Linked DNA regions of Gossypium hirsutum: region 2 is linked to region 1. Evidence: chromatin contacts called from public Hi-C data. All regions are on one chromosome and are shown on one strand. Each heading gives the region's core, a stretch centred on a gene start, on an enhancer-like site or on the middle of the called end of the contact. The rest is flanking DNA. Distances are from core to core; before and after follow the strand shown.

Region 1 (4,671 bases), core at 1,240-3,739:
GATCATAATTAAAGGATGTTCAGTGTTATTAACAGTAACGGTAAAGAAGGTAAAGTATGTAATTCTCAAGCATTTTTATTAAGTACCACAATTATTCAAAATAGACAAGGCTAGAAGATAGGGGAAAAGCAAATGAATTAGTCAGCCGTTACCATCTCCAGCACAAAGGTTGCATAAGGCAGCAATTCCAATAGGTGAAGTCCTCCAATAGACCACACAAGCCAAAGTAACCGTTATAGCATAATAGAGTGGTCCTTTGAGAAGTTCCCTGATGTAGGAAGTAACGTTAAGGACAAGTAGAAGAAACTCCTAAAAAGGAAAAAGATAAAACAATAATCGGTCGAACAAAGACCCAATACCGTTTTCATATCACTTGATCAAATAACAAACAACTTTCAAGAAAAACGTCACATAAACAATTTGATGGATCTAATTTGGCTGCTAGCAAGTAAAAACATTCAGGGTATTGTAACATAGACATTAAGTTTCCGTATTCAATCTATAACCTGTAGTTTCCATATCTGCTCATTGACTTCACAGTGGCTTCATCTTTCCAAATTCCAGAACCGATAAGAAGCATTCGTATAATATTGACACCAGGAGTTATAGCTGCTAAAATTGCTCCGCGATACCCTGCACTGTATGATAAAAGTATCAGCTATTCTGCCAGGGAATACTGTTGTATACAATATATATGTGTGTGTGAGTAGTATTTTCAAATAAAACAATGTACAATATTTTCAATAGAAGAGTAACCAAGATTTCACCTTCATTTTTTCATCATAAATGAGTCAATTTCCCATTATTTTCTCAAGCTCTTTAGGTGTTTCTTCAAAGGAGGAAGCACTATCAAGGAGCTTCTAACTATAATCATTTGGTAACATTTCTACTCCGGTGTCAAGAGGATTAATTATCCTTTCCATATTTTCTTTCTCACTTTAAGTTATCGGTATTTACTAAGAATTCAAGGACAATTCAGAGTGCAGCGTACAAATTGTTCTGTTCGAGGAAAAAATTGTACTCCAGGAATAACGTTTCTCGATTGTCCATCATACGAATTATCTGTGTTCTTTTTTTGCTATACATGACAAACAATATAAAGCCTGAATTTTGGTAAGGAGGAGACTACCTGAATAATGGCCAGCAAAGCATGAAAACTAGCCCTATACTTATATGCACAAGCTTCCTATTCAGTTTCTGAAACAACAGAACAAACAAGTTATGAAACTTATACAAATGAACACCTAAAATTCCAATCAATCCTAACAAATAATAAATTCACATATCTACCCTTTTTTTTTTTAAATTCACGTCAATATTATAAAATTAAAGAAACCAAATTATACTAAATTAAAATCAAATGATAACAGGGGGACTAAAACCATAATCAGACCGTAATAAAAATCAATCTTTCTTGCCTGAAATGATGAAAATATCCAGAGTCAAACACATTTCTATCCAGTAGGAAATGAGAAAAGTAACTAATTAGAAGGATAATTCAAACAAATCCAAAATCCAAAGATTCAAAGATAACTGAATTTGATCACAATTGTCTCCACAAATTAGAATTTAAAATCAATGATTTCTTATATCAAACAAAGTTTAAGACCCGTTGACCGTGCAATCTATATAATCAAAGAAAAGGAAAGGGAAAAAAAAGGCCAAGTAATGATGGCGATAACACTGAGTTTGGGTGAATCGAACCAAAGGCCAAAATCTCTACTTAGATGCAACCTATACCGATAAAAGCGAAGTGGATAACTGACCTGATCTACGCCGCATTTGGCGGTTACTTGCCAGAGTAAGAGAAACGCGAATATAACGCCGCAGCAAACCACGGCGGCGAACAAGTCGGACACCAGAGAGTTTTCATATAACATTTTCCCAACCGCCACGAATAAAATTGTTCATGAGTTTTTTTTTAAAAAAAATTGCACATATTTTTGAAAAACATGATTATTCTATTTTAAAAAAAATTCCCACCTTGAAAAATTGCTAAATGGATATGCATAAATACTAAAATAATAAATATCTAGTAAACTGCCAAACATTTGGTCTACTAAGGTGAACTGAGGTATTCGAGTCAGCATTTGGAAATAGAAAACGAAATGTTTCGCTTCAGTACCGTGACGGAGATGATGAAAAGAGGTTGGCGGGGTTTTGACCTGATCAAATAGAGCGGTGATTGTCGGCTGTCTCCTCCCTGACACGGAGGACGGAGGGAACGGTGGCATGAACAAACCTATCTACCTCATGAAATCAATTGATTAAGGTAGATTTATTTGAAGCTTTGATAGTTAATATAAATTATAGTTAATGTAAATCCTAATCCATAAGATTATATAAAATTTAAATCTTTGCACTAATACCAACTGATGATATAATTTAATTTGTACTGTTCGATCGGGGAAAGCTCATCTATAAATAGAAACATTTCCCCTCACTTGTAATCAATTCATTGCTTGTACTCCATTCAAAGTAAGAGAATACTTTTGAAAGCATTAACTCAATGTGTTATTGTTTTCTTGTGGGTTACTTTGTTCGATTCAAGCCTTTTGTCTTTTTGAGTTGTTTTCGTGTTATTTTAATGCATTAGAGAAATTTCTTTGTGAATTCTCATTTCTGAGAGTTAGGTTGACTTAGATAGATTTGAAACAAAGAAATAGCCTAAGTCCACACGGTTTGTTGGACTAAAGTTCTAGCCTCGTGATAATTGGTATCTGAGCCAATGTTCAAAGGCACTAGTTGAGATGATGAAAGGAGCAGGCGAACAAAATGTCCCGATGGAAACCCATGGGAAGATTAGGAAAAATAGTAGATCGAAGGGTAAGCTGTCGAGTTTGGAAGGTCGGGTGACCATTCTCAAGGGATCCATGGATGGTGTGAAGGAAACACCCAAGGTAGTTAAGGGACACATTGATGAGTTGGACTCAATGAGGGAGCAGCTCAGGGACTATGTAGCGGAGGCTATCAGTTCCTATCGGGATGCGATGAAAGAAGCCCTCAATGCCGTTATGGATGATCATGGGATGCTGGTTTCGATTCCTAAGTAGCATAATATGGATGTCCCCAATATGAAAGAGTTCAAGAGGATAAAGTCCCAATATGAAAGAGTTCAAGAGGACAAGGTCCACAAGGTATGTGGACAATTTTCTCTAGGGGGATGGAACAATTTTCTCTTATGGTGGTGTCGTAGGTTCAAAGATGAGAAACGAGGTAGGATCGTGATTGGAACTTGAGAGGAGTTCCAAAAGGTATTCAAAAAGCAATTTTACCCACAATATACCAAGGAGGAGACTCAAGCTAAGTTGCGTCAGCTTACACAACAAGGCAATGTTCAGGAGTATGTCAAAGATTTCAGGGAATTGATGCTTCAAATCTCTAACCTGAGTGAGAAAGAAGCATTTTACTGGTTTAAGGATGGGTTGAAGTCATTAGCAAAACAAGAGTTATGCTGATAAGGAATCATTGAACTTACCATAACCATGGTTGAGGCGAAGTCTTTTCTCAAGCTTGGTCCAAGGAAAGACAAGTTCGAATCTTTCAAGCCCAAAGAGATGAGCAATGGTGGGAGAGACCATAAAGAATAAGGGCAATTTAAAAATGAAAACAATGGCAATGGTAAGAATGGTGTGTTGGAAAAAATCTAGTTTAAAAATGATTTTCTATCACGATGGAAAATTAAAATTTTGAAAATTGAGATAGTTTATAATATTTATGGCAATAAACTTTTTCCCAAGAAATACCTATGTTTTGTGAGAGACAAATCCTAGACATTCCTAGCTTTCAACAAAAGAACATTTTCCGCTATTCTCGTACCAAGAATCACTTTGAATGTGGGCTCGAACAACCATGAATCAAACACATAACTAGAAACAATTTCTACTTTCAGTAGGAAAGTAATTTTCTCTCAATAAATACCAATACAATTATTATCCCCAAACCCGCCCAATTTCCACCTCTACTATTAATCATAAAATCATTAAGTATACTAATTTAATCCAATGAATTATAATTAGTCAGACATTCAACAATCCAATTGAATCATTTCTGTAGAAGGGTAATGATGTTATGTGCATTTGCGTTGTTACCTAATTATGAATGTAATTGAATAAATTATAATATTAATCATTTAATTTTTATCTGATTGAATTGAACTATCTATAAAAGTAATTGAATGAATTATACTATTAATTACATTATCATTAATTATACGGACATAATCAAATGAATTATATAATTAGTGGTATATTCAGTGATCCAATTAAATCTTTTATGTACTACTGCAATGACATTATGTGCATACACTTTTTCTTAATCACAAACTTAATCAATCAATTATATAATTAATCATAAAATCATTAATTCAATTGAATTAATCTATATATGAATGTAACGACATCAATTAGTCTATGTATGAAAATAACGACATTATGGTGTATAAGTAATTTTAAGAACACTGATAAATTGTACATTATTCTAATTGTTAGAGCAAACGAATGGATTATTATATTAATACTATAGTCATTGATCCAATTGAATGAATTATATATAAATAATTTTAAGAGTATTGATCAAATTAGCATATATTTCAATTTGAATTCGAATTATTTCAAGTTTAGTTTCGTTTCAAGTTTAAATCATGTCTGAGTTTTAATATTCTTATATATA
Region 2 (4,671 bases), core at 1,376-3,875, 130 kb before region 1:
GTCTGGTTGGGTTCACGTGTAGCTTCTGATCCGAAAAAGGAATTGACCCTTCTCCCTCACTTGTGTTAGGTTACCCACCCCTACCTTTTTTTGCCTTGCCCTTCCCCAATTATGTAATCCAAAAAAAAGAAAAGAAAAAAGGGTAATCAAACTTTGGGGTTAATTTGATCAAAACTCTAAAGCCATCATTCGGATTTTAATTTGGTCCCTGATCTTCAAACAGTACCCTTTGAATCTTTAAAGTATCAGTACTAGTATCATATCAATCAAGTTCTTTTGTTAGCCTAATTCTAACGTGGAGTATATTTAAAATAAGTGGATCAAATTATAAAAATATGTATCTATATCGCATAGACAATTTAGATTTCATGGATAACAAAAGTATTTAATGCTAATAAAATTCAAGAGTATTAATTTTTTCAATATGTTAAATTTACTTCTCCCAAAATGGAAAAAATAGCTTTTTAGTCCCCTCATAAATGATAAAATTAGAAGTTAATATATAGTAAAATTGCACTTTAACCTTCTAAAATAAATTTTTTTTGTTTAGTCATTAAAAAATGATGAAACCATAAGCTAATAAATTATAAAATTACACTCCAACCTCCCGAAAATTTATAATTTAATTTTGCCCCTTAAAAGGTTTCTAGCTTCACCCTTGAGTACACACATGTTTATAATTTAATTTGAGTCGGCATTTAATGCCCAAATTAATGTCTAAGTTTATAAAAAAGATCTACTTGATTACCTAATTCAAAATTTGGGTAATAATTTGAGGATATTTGATGCAATTGCCCCTTAAACTTTGATGTCGTAGGCATTGGGGATGGGTTCCCCTAAAACAATCACATGAAGAATCCTATAAACCGATTGCCTCACCTAAGCTGCCGTCGCCTTCACGAGCCCTTCATTTCATAACCCTTTTTTCTCACCAATGCACCGCTCTCATCTCATTTGCTCCTTGGATTATGGGATTCTCCTTTGACTTAATTACACCATCAATATTATCATATACGTATATAGGTTAGATTGTGGTTTTAGTCCTTCTACTATGGTCAAATTTTAGATTTAGTTAATATACTCTATTTTGACATTATTTGGTCCCTTTATTTTTTTTAATGTCATTAGTTAATGAAAATAATTAATGTCATCAATTATTAGTAGCTGATCTTGGCATCAAGTTTTAGGAGGGAGCTAACTTAAATTTTAAAATTTTTGAGGAATTTAATGAAAATTATCAAAAAATTTGGAGGGGCTTGATTAAAAAAATTGAAGTATCTAATGAAAATTTTCAAAATCTTTTTGGAGGCCAAGGCCCTTGGCTCTAGTGATCATCCATCCTTGTTAAGTATTCCGATTAAATTTCTAACATGGAATTTCCTTAAAAAAAGTTCTTCCAACACAAAAAAGGAAAATTTATGTCAACATGACAAATTGGAAGAAATTTTTTTAAGAAAAACCAAACATTTTTTTTCTCAAGATATCCACTGGAGCAAACCCAATGATTAATCCTCCGTGTTCTGTAGGCCCGTTAAAGGATAAATGCTGATCACAAATTTTAAAGCTGTTTTATATTCAATACGAGGATCAAATCCTCGACTACTAGTTAAAGTAAGAGAAACTCTTGCCATATCACATAATCTCGTGATTAAAATCTATACAGAAAAGTTAATAATATTAACAATTTGAATTTAACTAAAGACATTGACATCAAAAGTAAATGACTAAATTATGAGAAATTAAAATTTAGGGACCAAAACTAAAGGTGTACCTACATATTAAGAAAGGAGAGAGAGAGAGAGAGAGGTAGTGTTGTTGACTAACACACGCAAATGCTTAAAAAGGAAGAATCCCCAAAACCCAACAAACAACTTGACTTTCACGGAAACATTTCTTAATAGTACTATTTTATATTTATAGAAGATTCCAATTCCATTCATTTCATATTCTTCTTCTTCTTCACTTATTAATCATCATTTAATATTTTATCACAAGTAATTATTCGGTGCACTCTTAAGTATTATTATATCAGTGTTATTAAAATCGTGTTGGTCGAATCGGGTGGATTAAAAATCTATCAATGCATCAATTTAGATATAAAAGTTGAACTGATTTATAAGTAAATCTTTCGGGAGAAGTGAAAGTTCAAAAACTAGGACAATGTTAATAGTTGAATCGGTTGAATTAGCTTTTAAAAGATATTTCTATTAGTTTTTTTATAAATTTTTAATTATTTTTAAAGCGACAATCAACCTGTTTGATTCGAGAACTGATGATTTAACTGGTTCAACTGATTATTAAGACAATACATTATACTCTTAAGTAGGGAATTCATGTTTAAATTCCGAAAAAGATTAAAGATGACAATGAAAAGACATAGTCTTTTTACGGGATTTGACCCCAATCCGATATACCCTTCATATAACATCCATTTCAAACTAGACTAAAAATATTAAACTTATACCCAATTTTAACTTAATATGCCTTTTTATCAAAATAAAATAATAATTTTAAATTATTATTTTAACTGTTAATTAAATGTTAATATAAATTTTATTATTATATATTTTAAATTAATATTATATAAAAAATGAAAAAAATAACTACAAACCTCGAAAATATTAACCTAAATAAATCATAAAACAGAGATTAAGGATTACATGAGGTCCAAATAGATGATATATATAAAGGCATTTCCATCCCCATCACTCAAATAATTCCAAACCCCATCTGCATATTTGCAGCTCACTAATCTTCAAAAAAGAAAAAAAAAATGTCAGCTACCATTGAGTCAGAACAGCAAACCCCAAACCCACCATTATCAAATCTCGTGAGCACCATTTCCTCCTACGATGGCAACGTGCTGCTGGCTGCCATCATCTCATTGCTTCTCGTCATCCTCTTCGTCCTCCTCCTCCATCTCTACGCCAAGTGGTTCTTGGCTCATGCTCGCCAAAGAAGCCGATCTTCCTCCACTCTTTCTCACGTCTTCCCCCACGACCGCTTCCGCCATTTCCACGCCTTCTCCTTTGACAACAACGCCTCCGCCTCCTCCCCATCCAAGGGTCTCGATCCTTCCCTCATTTCCTCCATCCCCTTGTTCGTTTTCAAACTAGATGAACACAGCAACAACAACAAGAAGCATGGGTTACACAACTTAGACTGTGTCGTGTGTTTAAGTCCGTTCGAGGATAACGATGTTGGAAGGAACTTGCCCAAGTGCGGCCATGGTTTCCACCTCGAATGCATTGATATGTGGCTCCACTCTCACTCCAATTGCCCCATTTGCAGAGCGCCTGTGTTGTTGACCAATGATGCTGAATCTCAAGTCAGTTCATCGGAGACTGTGGGGGAATCATTAGATTCTGGTCGTCATCATCAAATTGCGGCACCCATTGACGATGACGATGACGATCTTTCAGCTTCGTCTTCCATTGGTTGTTCTTTGAAGACAATGTTGAGTAGGAACAGATCAGAGAGGAAAGTTTTTCCCACATCAAACGGCGGTGATCTTCAAGTTTGAGGCTGATGAACAGAGTGATTTACTTGCTCTCTTTTTCTTTTTTCATGTTCATAAATTACATCACTTTTTTGTGTATAGATGTCGGAAAACTTGTTTATCATCTTTCTCCTACATTGAGCCACATAATTTTAATCTTGTTTTCCATTCATCCGAAAATCCATTCAATCCAAACCCTTAAACTCCTAAAATTCAATGATTCAAACCCAATGAATCGAAAATGAGGTGATGAGAACTTGAAAAGAAGGAGATTGAGATGGAGCATGGTGGCCGCATATGGTTGTCGCAAAAGCAATAGTATAATAAACCCAGGACCATAAAAAAAAAAAAAAGATTGTCTGAAATGCAAAAGAGGACAAAAGTCTTTCCTTGTTTTGTGGTCAATGTTAATTAATCAATCATGTGATGTGAGGGACATGAATGGTCAAACAACTGCTGCACATATATTTATTAGATAATCCAAATCCTTGGTCGGATTTTTGGACCATTTGCTTCTACTCAGGCCCATTCATTTCACTTCATTGTCCTATGCTGCTTTTCTCTGTTCTTTTTATTAATATAACTCGTAGTCCCTCAATTTCCGAATTAACTCCATTTTCATACCTTCACATTTTTGTGTAAGGACTAAATTGAACCCATTCGATAATTGTTGATCATAATGGCTTTCGATTAAATCTAAAAGATGAAAGCCATATATAGCAAACCTGCAGAATCCATGCATAAAACGTTTAACTCATGCCAATGGATTGAATAATTGTTACCATTTGCTCAATTTTGGCATCTGCTTCAGTGTCTAATTTGTTGCAGCAGACAACAGTGCACCATCTGTGACTGAAGGACAAACATGAGTCAGAATCACTGTTAAAATTATTTTTGCTTTGCTGTTCTTTTTCTTGGGCAGAATAGGGGTAAAATAATTCCCAACTCCTCAGCTTCCCATCCAATCTGAATTTATAAGGACAAATTCTTGAAATAACCCCTAACTTGATGGGTTATCTTTTTATTTTTATTTTGAAAATAACATGATGGGTTTAGAAATTTTATCACACGTACGCACGTGGAAACTAAAAATATAGAATATAAATATGAGTTTAAAAATAATATATAATAAATGATGAAATGTATGACATATAACTAATTAATTGAATGAT

What was found. A called contact is a pair of places that touch in the nucleus more often than the background predicts.
Region 2: a contact with region 1 is called in a Hi-C map of leaf, with 1.7 times the contacts expected there. The contact joins the promoter of LOC107887513 here to the promoter of LOC107963843 in region 1. A contact is called at or near these places in 6 of 34 Hi-C or Micro-C datasets (anther, hypocotyl, leaf and 1 more).

Annotation. Positions count from the first base shown.
Region 1 is chrA03:5,230,137-5,234,807 of Gossypium_hirsutum_v2.1, reverse strand. It overlaps LOC107963843 (probable phytol kinase 3, chloroplastic), which reads right to left and starts at 2,489. Exons shown (of 6, transcript XM_016900338.2): 1 at 1,767-2,489; 2 at 1,130-1,197; 3 at 507-638; 4 at 153-268. The coding sequence starts at 1,880.
Region 2 is chrA03:5,364,759-5,369,429 of Gossypium_hirsutum_v2.1, reverse strand. LOC107887513 (RING-H2 finger protein ATL63) reads left to right here and starts at 2,625. Exons shown (of 1, transcript XM_016811774.2): 1 at 2,625-3,671. The coding sequence starts at 2,774. The coding sequence ends at 3,523.